Regions from separate parts of the Macaca mulatta genome. Here region 1 is linked to region 2. The links are chromatin contacts, called in public Hi-C maps. All regions are on one chromosome and are shown on one strand. Each heading gives the region's core, a stretch centred on a gene start, on an enhancer-like site or on the middle of the called end of the contact. The rest is flanking DNA. Distances are from core to core; before and after follow the strand shown. Region 1 holds the start of GSTZ1 (glutathione S-transferase zeta 1). Region 2 has its middle 9.3 kb from the start of ZDHHC22.

Region 1 (4,633 bases), core at 368-2,867, 170 kb before region 2:
TCGAAGAGGAGGAATTGGGTGGCCACAACTGGATCTTTCTTATTTGGAGATGCAGTCCCCTTTCCTTACTTAGCCAGGCTACAGGGGCCCTGGGGCCAAGGGACAGGGACTGCTGGTGACCACTAGAGAGTGGCAGATATTAATTGGCTTAGAATCCCTGAAGAAATGCCTTACCTAATGGTTAAATGCCTTTGGATTACACCTTTGGATCTGTACTACGAATGACCAAAAGCATGGTAAACGCTGCTCCCCTCCATCACGACCCACAAGCAGGAAACCTGAAATCTCTTAAGCATTTTCTGCTTTCTCTTACCAGTGATACCTATGCAAACCATCCCCCGTTCCTTTCTGCACTTGTAGAACTAAATTTTAAGCCCAAGTATCCATCTCATCAGCACTCCTGGAAGACTTCTGTTTCCAATTCAAATATGCATTCTGATTACTTTAGCAGATTTTATTTTTAAACCATGTCTTACACATGATTTGAGAAAAAGACTCCTAAAATCCCATTTGGAAGAGGGAGGACTATACCTTATTAACGTGACACAAAGTCCCATCTAACGTGCCACCTTCCTTAGTGCCATAAAAGTGGTTCTCAAACTTTACGGCGCGTTAAGACCCATCAGGACCGCTTACAAAAACATGCAGATTCTTGGGCCCGTTCCACCAGAGATGAAGAGTGGCTTTGGAGCGGCCCCCGGGGAAGAACATGTGAAAGCCGTGAAGCTCCCCAGGTGATTGTCATGACTGCCTCTCCTCGCTCGGGGACTTTTTTTTTTTTTTTGAGACGGAGTCTCGCTCTGTTGCCCAGGCTGGAGTGCACTGGCCGATCTTGGCTCATTGTAAGCTCCGCCTCCCGGGTTCACGCCATTCTCCTGCATCAGCCTCCCGAGTAGCTGGTACTACAGCCGCCCGCCACCATGCCCGACTAATTTTTGTATTTTTAGTAGAGACGGGGGTTTCACCGTGTTAGCCAGGGTGGTCTCGATCTCCTGGCCTTGTGATCCGCACGCCTCGGCCTCCCAAAGTGCTGGGATTACAGGCGTGAGCCACCGCGCCCTGCCCAGGGACTCTTACAATACAAACATTACTGGAAGGCCATCTCCTGCTAGGGCCAAGAGAGGAGCATGAAGGGCTGCGAGAAACTGGGAAGCTTGGGGCGACGTTTGGAAGCCCTAGTGGAGGGGTCTGTTAAGGGGAGCAGGGAGGGCGGGGCAGAAATGAAGCGCGTCCGGACAGCGACTCCACCTGGCTACGAACTCCCCACCAGGACCGCCTCCTCCCCCAGCCCAACCCTCCGGGGAATTCGAGACCCAGCGGGCAGCGTGCAGCACGCAGGCGCAGAGCGTGCCCGGCGCAACGCACGGCACGCCGGGAGTCTTTGTCTGCTGGGCGGGCGGAGCAGCTCACCTCTGACCCCGACCCCCAGGGTCTCCAAGTGTCTAACCAGTTTCCCTCCACCCGGGTGCGCGGCACAGACCTTCCCCGCCTGCATGTGGCACTTCGCGCGACCCCTCCTCTAGGCCGAGAAACTTCGCGCCTGGGACTCGCCAGTGAAACTCGACGAGTCAGGCCCGTAGCTTTCGTCCGGGTAAAGCGAGGGTCTGGATGGACTACAATGATCCTTCCGGTCGCCTCTGGCACGCCCAGCCCTCCTGCCACGCCCCGTACCCGGGGGCTGCTGGGAGTTGCAGTTCCCTGAGCCCGACCCCTCCTGCACAGTCCCCCCTCGGGCCGGCCGGCCCTCCCGGTCCCGACATGCTCTGCGCCTCCTGCCGCCTCCTAGCGGCCCGGGCCGCCACCACGCTGCCCGCCCCGCCCCGAGCCCGGGGCCCCGCACTCCGCTGCCGTGGAAGGGAGTTGCATTTCCCGGGGTACCCCGAGCTGCCCTCCTGTGACTCCCTGGCGGGGCGGCTGGTCAGAGTGTGCCTCTGGGCCGGTGGGCGAGCCGGAGGAGGGGGAAGATGCCGCCGGCCACGGGCGGAGGCCTGGCGGAGTCCGAACTGCGTCCCCGGAGGGGCCGCTGTGGGCCCCAGGCTGCTAGGGCCGCAGGCCGGGACGTGGCCACCGAGGCTGCGGCGCGAAGCCCCAAACGGCCTGCCCGGGGCTCACAGCGCTTCGAGGCGGCCGGCCGGTGGGCCCTGCTGGCCTTGGTGACGCTGCTGTCCTTCGCCACCCGTTTCCACCGCCTGGCCGAGCCGCGGCACATCTGGTGAGTGATGGGAGGGACTCGGTGGCCACCATGGCAACCGCGAGGGGACGCCGCCCTCTGATTGGCCCGAGGGTACGGAGGAGGCGGGATCTACAGGAGGAGGGGCGGGGCCGTGGTGGAGGGGAACTTGAGGTACCGGGTGGGTTGGCCTCTGGCGAGGTGCATTCTCTGGGAGGGGGATCGTTTTGCTCTGGTAGTGGGGCAATGGGATTGTTAGGATCTGAGGAAGCAGCCCTCATGTCTTCCGCGTTATGTTACAGTGCATCACCTGGCTTGCAAATTGTGGCTTTTAAAGGTGCTTTCAACTTTCCAAAGAGAATTGCAAATTCTTGGGTACAGAATTTTCTAAGGCCTGAGTTCCGATATCTGCAGGATTTTCAGGCATCAACAGAGGGGAAAATACCTAACTGTACCTTTATCTTATAGGGCAAGGACAGTTTGGGTGTTCAGGTATGGTGACAAAAGGATTTTAAGAGGCAGAACTCTTCCTGTGAGAAGAGATTTATTTTCTTAAAGGTTTAAGCTTGTACTATCCAGATACTGGGTGTCAGAAATGGAACTCTTTTTTTCTTTTTCTTTTTTTTTTTTTTTGAGACGGAGTCTTGCTCTGTCGGCCAGGCTGGAGTACAGTGGCGCGATCTCGGCTCACTGCAAGCTCTGCCTCCCGAGTTCATGCCATTCTCCTGCCTCAGCCTCCAGAGTAGCTGGGACTACAGGCGCCCACCACCACGCCCGGCTATTTTTTTCTGTATTTTTAGTAGAGACGGGTTTCACCGTGTTAGCCAGGATGGTCTTGATCTCCTCGTGATCTGCCCGCCTTGGCCTCCCAAAGTGCTGAGATTACAGGCGTGAGCCACCGCGCCTGGCCCAGAAATGGAGCTCTTTAAGCAAAAAGTAGGCAAGAAAACAGACTGTCAGGGTTGCTTTATTTAGAAATTAATAAATTAGCCTGTTATTGTGTCGTGACTGCTGGCAGAAGATGAGACACCTGGGTTAGAGACAAAGGACCTTATTACGGGAAAGAGGATGCATGTTAGAAGCAGTTTCTCTTGCCATCCAAGTCCCACAGGGTGACGCTATGGGTTTAAATGGATGACTGCACAGGCAGTGGGTTGCATCCAAGTGAAGGAACGACAAGCTTGGAAAATCTGCTGTTTTATAGACGGCAGTACGCAGACCTCCTCTTTGTCCTGGAGGGAGACACTGCCTCTTCTCTCAAGGTTGCTTGCTGCAAACACAACCCTGAGAAATGGCCCAAGTGCGATGCAGTCAGGGCCTTGCATTCTTGGTATACCCAGAATGATGTGTAGAGGCACGAGCAATCTGACAGCCTCTCTCACTCCTCGATTCTGCAGTCTTGGCTTCTAGCAGATTTTCACATGAATATGCAACTCCCCTGGCTACTCTGATTAACCTGGCTGACAGAGGCAGGGACCAAATCTTTTCAGTTTGTCCCTTACAGCATTTAATTAAGGTTGTTGTCAATGGGACTCTAAGCAGCAGAATAAGGCCAGCTTACAGGATTTACCTCAACCATGCCCTCCAGAGTCCTGAATTCAGCCACATGTGAATAAGTCCTGGGGGCACCAAGGAATCTTATTTCAGACATCTGGTCTATTAACCACTGTGACCTGTGCACAGGAGTTCAGATTGATCTCTGATCTTTGTAATTACAGTAATTACAATAGCCCTCTACCCTTGTAAAAAAAAATTGTAAGAAAGTAACTACCAGGCCAGGCACGGTGGCTCACGCCTATAATCCTGGCACTTTGGGAGGCCGAGGTGGGCGGATCACCTGAGGTCAGGAGTTCAAGACCAACCTGGCCAACATGGTGAAACCCCGTTTCAACTGAAAATACAAAACTTAGCCGGGCATGATGGCGGGTGCCTGTAATCCCAGCTACTCAGGAGGCTGAGGTGGGAGAATCACTTAAATCCGGGAGGCAGAAGTTGCAGTGAGCAACTTTGCATTCCAGCCTGGGCAACAAAGTGAGACTCCGTCTCAAAAAAAAAAAAAAAAAAGTAACTACCATGATTAATGGAAAGATATTTTGTGACCCATTCTTCCTTACACTAACATATTACTTGAAGGAGTGCAGGCCACTCCAGGATTTTTGTTAGATTTTTATTTGGATCACCATCAAATTCGATTACCATTACAGTGGTTTAAACCACATGGGCAGTGTCACTGAATAGTTGCAGCCTCAATCACTAGACAAGGCATAACCTAAGGAAGGCCCCTAGGATCTCAGGAGAAGCATGTGATTTGTATCAGCCGGTTTGATAGAAGGTTGTGCTGATCTGTGTGTTTGCACACCTGTGAGGGAGGTCTGTGTTTGGGAGTTGGTGTTGATGTCATCAGGCACGTGGGAATAGTTCAAGACTGGCCATGTCCATGTGAGTTTTTTTTTTTTCTTTTTT
Region 2 (5,287 bases), core at 1,623-4,122:
GGTTTGCTGCTAATTTTACCAGCAGGGTCAGATTTTCCCTCCCTGCTCCAAAATTATCCCTGAAAAGATGGCAGGGACAGCCAATGCCGTGCACATTCTCTTGCCCCCAAATTTATCCTCCCACATCTGGTAGCCTGCTTGAAATTCCACCCTCAGAATCCCGCATGGGGTTCCAGTCCCAGGTCTGCCACCTACAAGCTGGGTGACCTGGACCAACTACCAACTACCAACTACTTAGCAGCTCTCAGGCTCAGGGCTTGCTCTGTCAAATGCAGATGAGGTTGCAGGGCTGGTGGGAGGTTCCGTGGAAAAACACCTGCAAGACTCGATCAGTGTTAATGCCCCATTCCCCCTCCACACCTATTGTGTCTGCGGGCTCCAGACCCAATCTTACAGGAAGAGGTAATGAGCAGGGAAATGAGTATTTTAAAGGATGGGAGCAGAGAACAAGTTGAGAGGCCTCAGCTCCTGAAAGGTGTCTCCTAAGCAGGAAAGAGAAGGCGGTGGCAGGTCAGGAAAATACATTTAGCAGCATCATAGAAATCTCTGCCCAGCTCACCAAGGCAACCGCCGCCTGTCCCTGCTGTGCAGCTGCCGCCGTCGCGGGGCCTCCCCCTCATTTCTCCCCTAGCTTTAACTTTAGCCAGATTCCACTCTAGGAAGGGAGGAGGCAGGGATGGGCACACGGGGGACTTTGTCTCGGTGCTGTGGGAGGGGATGCTATAGATGGACCGGGAGGGATAGGACTGGAGGCAGCTGAGCACATCAGGGGTTATAGGATGAGGGTTGGCAATGATGATAAGTACGAGAGAACACAAATGTCATTTATATGCAGAGAGGAAATTACCCCATTACGGTATTTGTATAATTCTTGTTCTGTGGTGTTATGGTTATTAGGTTATTTTCCTTTAATTCATGCTGGGGAGCCTGCTAGGTAGAGATGTTCCCTGTAGGAAGGAGATATCCCCGCATAGGCAAGATGTAGTAGAGAATTCTCATGGTTCCTCAATTCCCATTCTCCTCTTATTCTCTAGGAATTGGACCTACAATTTTTAGCTAAGCACAGGGCCACCTGGAGTAAAGACTCATCTGCTGACCTTCTTTGCATCTAGATATGGTCATGTTGCTAAATTCTAACCAATGGGAGACAAAGAGAAGTATCGCAAGTAATTTCCAGGGGGTATCCTATGAGGAAGAAGGTATGCCCTTGCTCATACCTTTTTTCCTACTTCCTGGTAGTGGAATGTTGAATCAATGGCTGGAGCATGAGAAGCTATTTTGGGCCATGAGGTAAAGGCTGCATACTAAGAATTGAGGACGAAATTATATAAAAGGAGGCTGGGCCCTCATGTGATGAAGGACTTTGCCAGCCCTGAGCTGACACCTCCATCATGAAGATGAAGACCACATCTGAGGGATGACCGAACAGGGAACTGGAAAGAACCTGGGTCCCTCCTGGCACTGTAGAGTGGCCATATTAGCTCTGGAATGCCTGTCTCTGAACTTCATTTACATTAGAAGGAACTGCATGTCTAGCTCATTTAAGCCACTGCTATTTTGGAGTTCCTGTTCCCTCACAGCTGTATCAAATCGTAAGTGAAATCCACAATAAGTTTGTTCTAGGCTTCCCTGACCCACATGAGAGAGGCAACGAAGAGCCCAGCTAAGCTTCTCTTCTGCACCTTGGAGTGATCTACAATAGTGGGGGCCAAGGATAGTCTCCAGTCATTAAATGTCCTAGGAACTAGGAAGGGAGGAACTGGGTAAGGCCTCTTCCTCCCCAGGGTCCCAGAGGAATGGGATAAAGTCTGGCTTTATCAAGAACCAAGAAACAAGATGGCAACTACACTAACTTTATTGCCCCCATGGGACTGTAAGCAACTCTAGGCTAGAGATTAGCATAGACCCCAGCACATAGTAGATGCTTACTAAATATGTATTAACTGGCTAATGGATGCACTATACTAAGGAGCTTGGATCAGAGCCTGAAGGGGTCAAAGCAACCCGTTGGGATAGAGTAGCAGCGGAGAGCCAGGAGAGAGATCCCTTATGGGAAGGTGACTCTGGGGGGTGTTGTGACAAGGCGGCGCTATGTGGTCTGTGGCACACCCTTCCCACAATAATGCAGCATATCCTCTCTGGGTAAGGAGGACACTCATGGACGCAGTGCTTTATAGCTAGCCATGCATGGTCGTGTTCAGAATAGCATTTGTTCCTTGCAACCCCAAGGGCAGGGATTATTACTGCACTCTTTTCAGAAACCAAAACTAGGGCCCAGAACTTTGAGGTCACTTGCATAAGACCATTCATAAGAAATGCAGGAGCGGCTGGGCGTGGTGGCTCACACCTGAAATGCCAGCACTTTGAGAGGCTGAGGCAGGCGGATCACCTCAGGTCAGGAGTTCAAGACCAGCCTGGCTAATATGGTGAAGCCCCATTTCTACTAAAAATACAAAAAAATTAGTCGGGCGTGGTGGTGTATGCCTGTAATCCCAGTTACTCAGGAGGCTGAGACAGGAGAATCACTCAAACCCAGGAGGTGAAGGTTGCAGTGAGCCGAGATCGCACCATTGCACTCCAGCTTGGGCAACAAGAGTGAAACTCTGTCTCAAAAAAAAAAAAAAAAAAAAAAAAAATGCAGGAGCTGGGACTTGAACCCAGGATTTCCCATTACAAACATCACCTTTGTTGGAATAAAGGATGCAGCTGGGGCTTTCTGGTGCTAATGCCACTCTCCTCTGAACTCCCCAGCCCAACTCTGAGACTCTGAGGCAATCGATGAAGGGGTGAGACAAGGGAGGGAAGGGGTGTCAGGCAACCTCCCAGCAGTTTGGAGGCTGGTAGAGAGATGCAGCCAGCACTGCAAATAGCCCAAACAGTATATTTGTACAGAAAAGGGGTGTCCTTAACTCAAGATACTTTACTGCCATCTACTGGAAAATTCTTATAATAATCATCCAAATATACATGTGTGAAAATGAGGCCCCTGGAATTGTAAAGTGTAGAACCTGAACAATTGTACAAGGCAGCCCTCGATGCAACTTCTCTTGCCTGAAAGAATGAAAAAAGAGAGGACCCTTGCCACCAGAGTGGCTCAAATCCTGCCCTCTTCTTTCCTGCCTGGCAGTACCTGGTTTACACAGAGGGTCTGTAGTAGTCTAGCTCCTGTAGTTTCACCATCTAGGGCCCTGTAGAATCTATTCATCCTTCCATCCACTCTATGAACGTGCCCTGAGTGTGTCCTCTGGTCTAGGTCCTTATCTGCATTCTCTGCCATTTCCTAGCTGCGAGCTCTTGGATATTTTCCTGAGCCACTGTCTCCTCCTGTATAAGATAAAGGTATCTCTCCTGGCCATTTGAGACTTACGTGAGACAATGTACAGAAAGTCCCTCCTGGAACATGATCAAAACTTGCCCCTTTACCCCCAAAGCGGTCAACTGTCAACTTACTGTGCTGAGGGACTCCGTGACCAACAATCTTGACCTGCTCCTTGCACTGTTGGATCTGACTTACACACACCAGGAAGTTCACTCAGAGAGGACAGGCTCTAGCACGTTTTCCTTCAGAAACCACCAAGAAGCTATGGATGTGAACATGTGAAGGTAAAGTGCACAGCACAGAGCTGAGCCCACCGGGTGGTCACCCTCTTTTCCACCTTTAGGCCCTGGCTAGAAACTATGCTGGCTGGGAGGGCGCAGGGATCCCTGATCCTGAGAGGGGCTGAACAGTTGGGGTCGTGGGGACTGGGCCTTACAGGTTTCATTTACCTGCAGGAATAGGCTTGCAGACTGTTGCTTGAACAGGCCCCTGGAGATTTCCATTAGGGCTAAAAGCAGGGCCATCCAACCCTTTGAGTTTCAGTTTCCTCATCTATAAGATGAAGCCAGCCATATTTACTTTGAACCATCCTTGAGGGGATTAAAAAGCAGGAAGTAAATGGTCTACCACAATGACAGAAAGAAGTAAACACAAAATAAATTATAGCTACAATTGCAGTCGTGGGCTCCAGGGGGCGTCTGGGCTAGCTAAAGGATGCTATTCTCTGCCGTCCAACTCCCAGCCTCCGTGGGGGATTGGAAAAGCAGGTCCCAGAGCTGGTGAGAAGGCAGATTACAAGCCCCCCACTCCTTGTGTGGGAAGGAAGCTGGCACAAACTTTCTGGAGGATGGTTTGGTGATAGGGATCCTTTTGACCCAGACACTCTACTTCTTGGAATTCAGCCAAGGAAATAATCACAGGGTCCCATAGAGTTGTTTGTGTTAGGACGTTCATTGCAATGTTGCTAATAATAGTGAGATATTGGAAATAATCTAAAGTTAGAGATACACTCAACACACATTTTGGCTGAACACCAGATGGTCAATTGTTACAATCAGTATTCAGCCGAAGCCCAAGCCAATGCCTTTGATAAAGGAGTACATCTAACATTTTATCAGAGATTCTCTGTGATGACAGTTTCCTTATTGGTGCATTTCACTGTCAGTGTTTAATAGCTAAACATTATAGTGCAAGAACAACATTTTCTTAGTGCTAGCAGTAGCGAGATTGCTCCTGTATTATGTATTATGTAATGTTTGTGTTAATAAATTGGTGCTTACTTCTGACTGATAATGGCAGAGGAGTGTGATGCCTCACTTGTTCTAATAATTTTTTCTTGGCCAGGCGCGGTGGCTCACGCCTGTAATTCCAACACTGTGGGAGGCCGAGGTGGGTGGATCACCTGAGGTCAGGAGTTCGAGACCAGCCTGGGAAACACGGTGAAACCCCCTCTCTACTAAAAATACAAAAAATTAGCTGGGCGTGGTGGTGGGCATCTATAGTCCCAGCTATTTGGGAGGCTGAGGCAGGAGAATCGCTTGAACCTGGGAAGCAGAGGTTGCAGTGAGCTGAGATCATGCCACTGCCCTCCAGCCTGGGCAACAGAGAGAGACTCTGTCTCAAATAATAATAACGATAATATTTCTTTTTTTCAAATTCTTTATAATCCATATTGAGTTAAATGTAATTTACCATAGATATTGTTATTAATATATGTGATTTTAGAGGTTTCCCTCCTGATGAAATTATGAGGTTGGTTAAGCTGACATTCTATTTTAATTTTATCTTTACAAGATATAAAGAACTACAAATAGGGCTTAAAAAAAAAAAGACTCATGGCCTAAATAGAATAAAGTAACTAAAAATGGAATACAGTTTAAAAGGTTGTTTTGCTTACTGCCATGAATATTAGTATCCCAAACAATTCTACAAAGATTAGAACTCTGATGTAATCTAATCTCTATTATT

What was found. A called contact is a pair of places that touch in the nucleus more often than the background predicts.
Region 1: a contact with region 2 is called in a Hi-C map of fetal cortex germinal zone, with 4 times the contacts expected there. The contact joins the promoter of GSTZ1 here to the enhancer-like site in region 2. A contact is called at or near these places in 4 of 14 Hi-C or Micro-C datasets (cortical neurons, fetal cortex germinal zone, fetal cortical plate and 1 more).

What each region holds. Positions count from the first base shown.
Region 1 is chr7:150,529,459-150,534,091 of T2T-MMU8v2.0, reverse strand. GSTZ1 (glutathione S-transferase zeta 1) reads right to left here and starts at 1,617. Exons shown (of 10, transcript XM_077941563.1): 1 at 1,481-1,617. POMT2 (protein O-mannosyltransferase 2) reads left to right here and starts at 1,870. Exons shown (of 21, transcript NM_001260626.1): 1 at 1,870-2,212. The coding sequence starts at 1,965.
Region 2 is chr7:150,358,051-150,363,337 of T2T-MMU8v2.0, reverse strand. No RefSeq gene overlaps it. Among named protein-coding and RNA genes, the nearest start is that of ZDHHC22, 9.3 kb to the right of the region's middle. Within about 2 kb of position 2,872, at least 1 of the 40 cell types and tissues checked has an H3K27ac peak or open chromatin away from gene starts, as enhancers often do. A contact at or near this core is called in fetal cortex germinal zone, where this site is marked.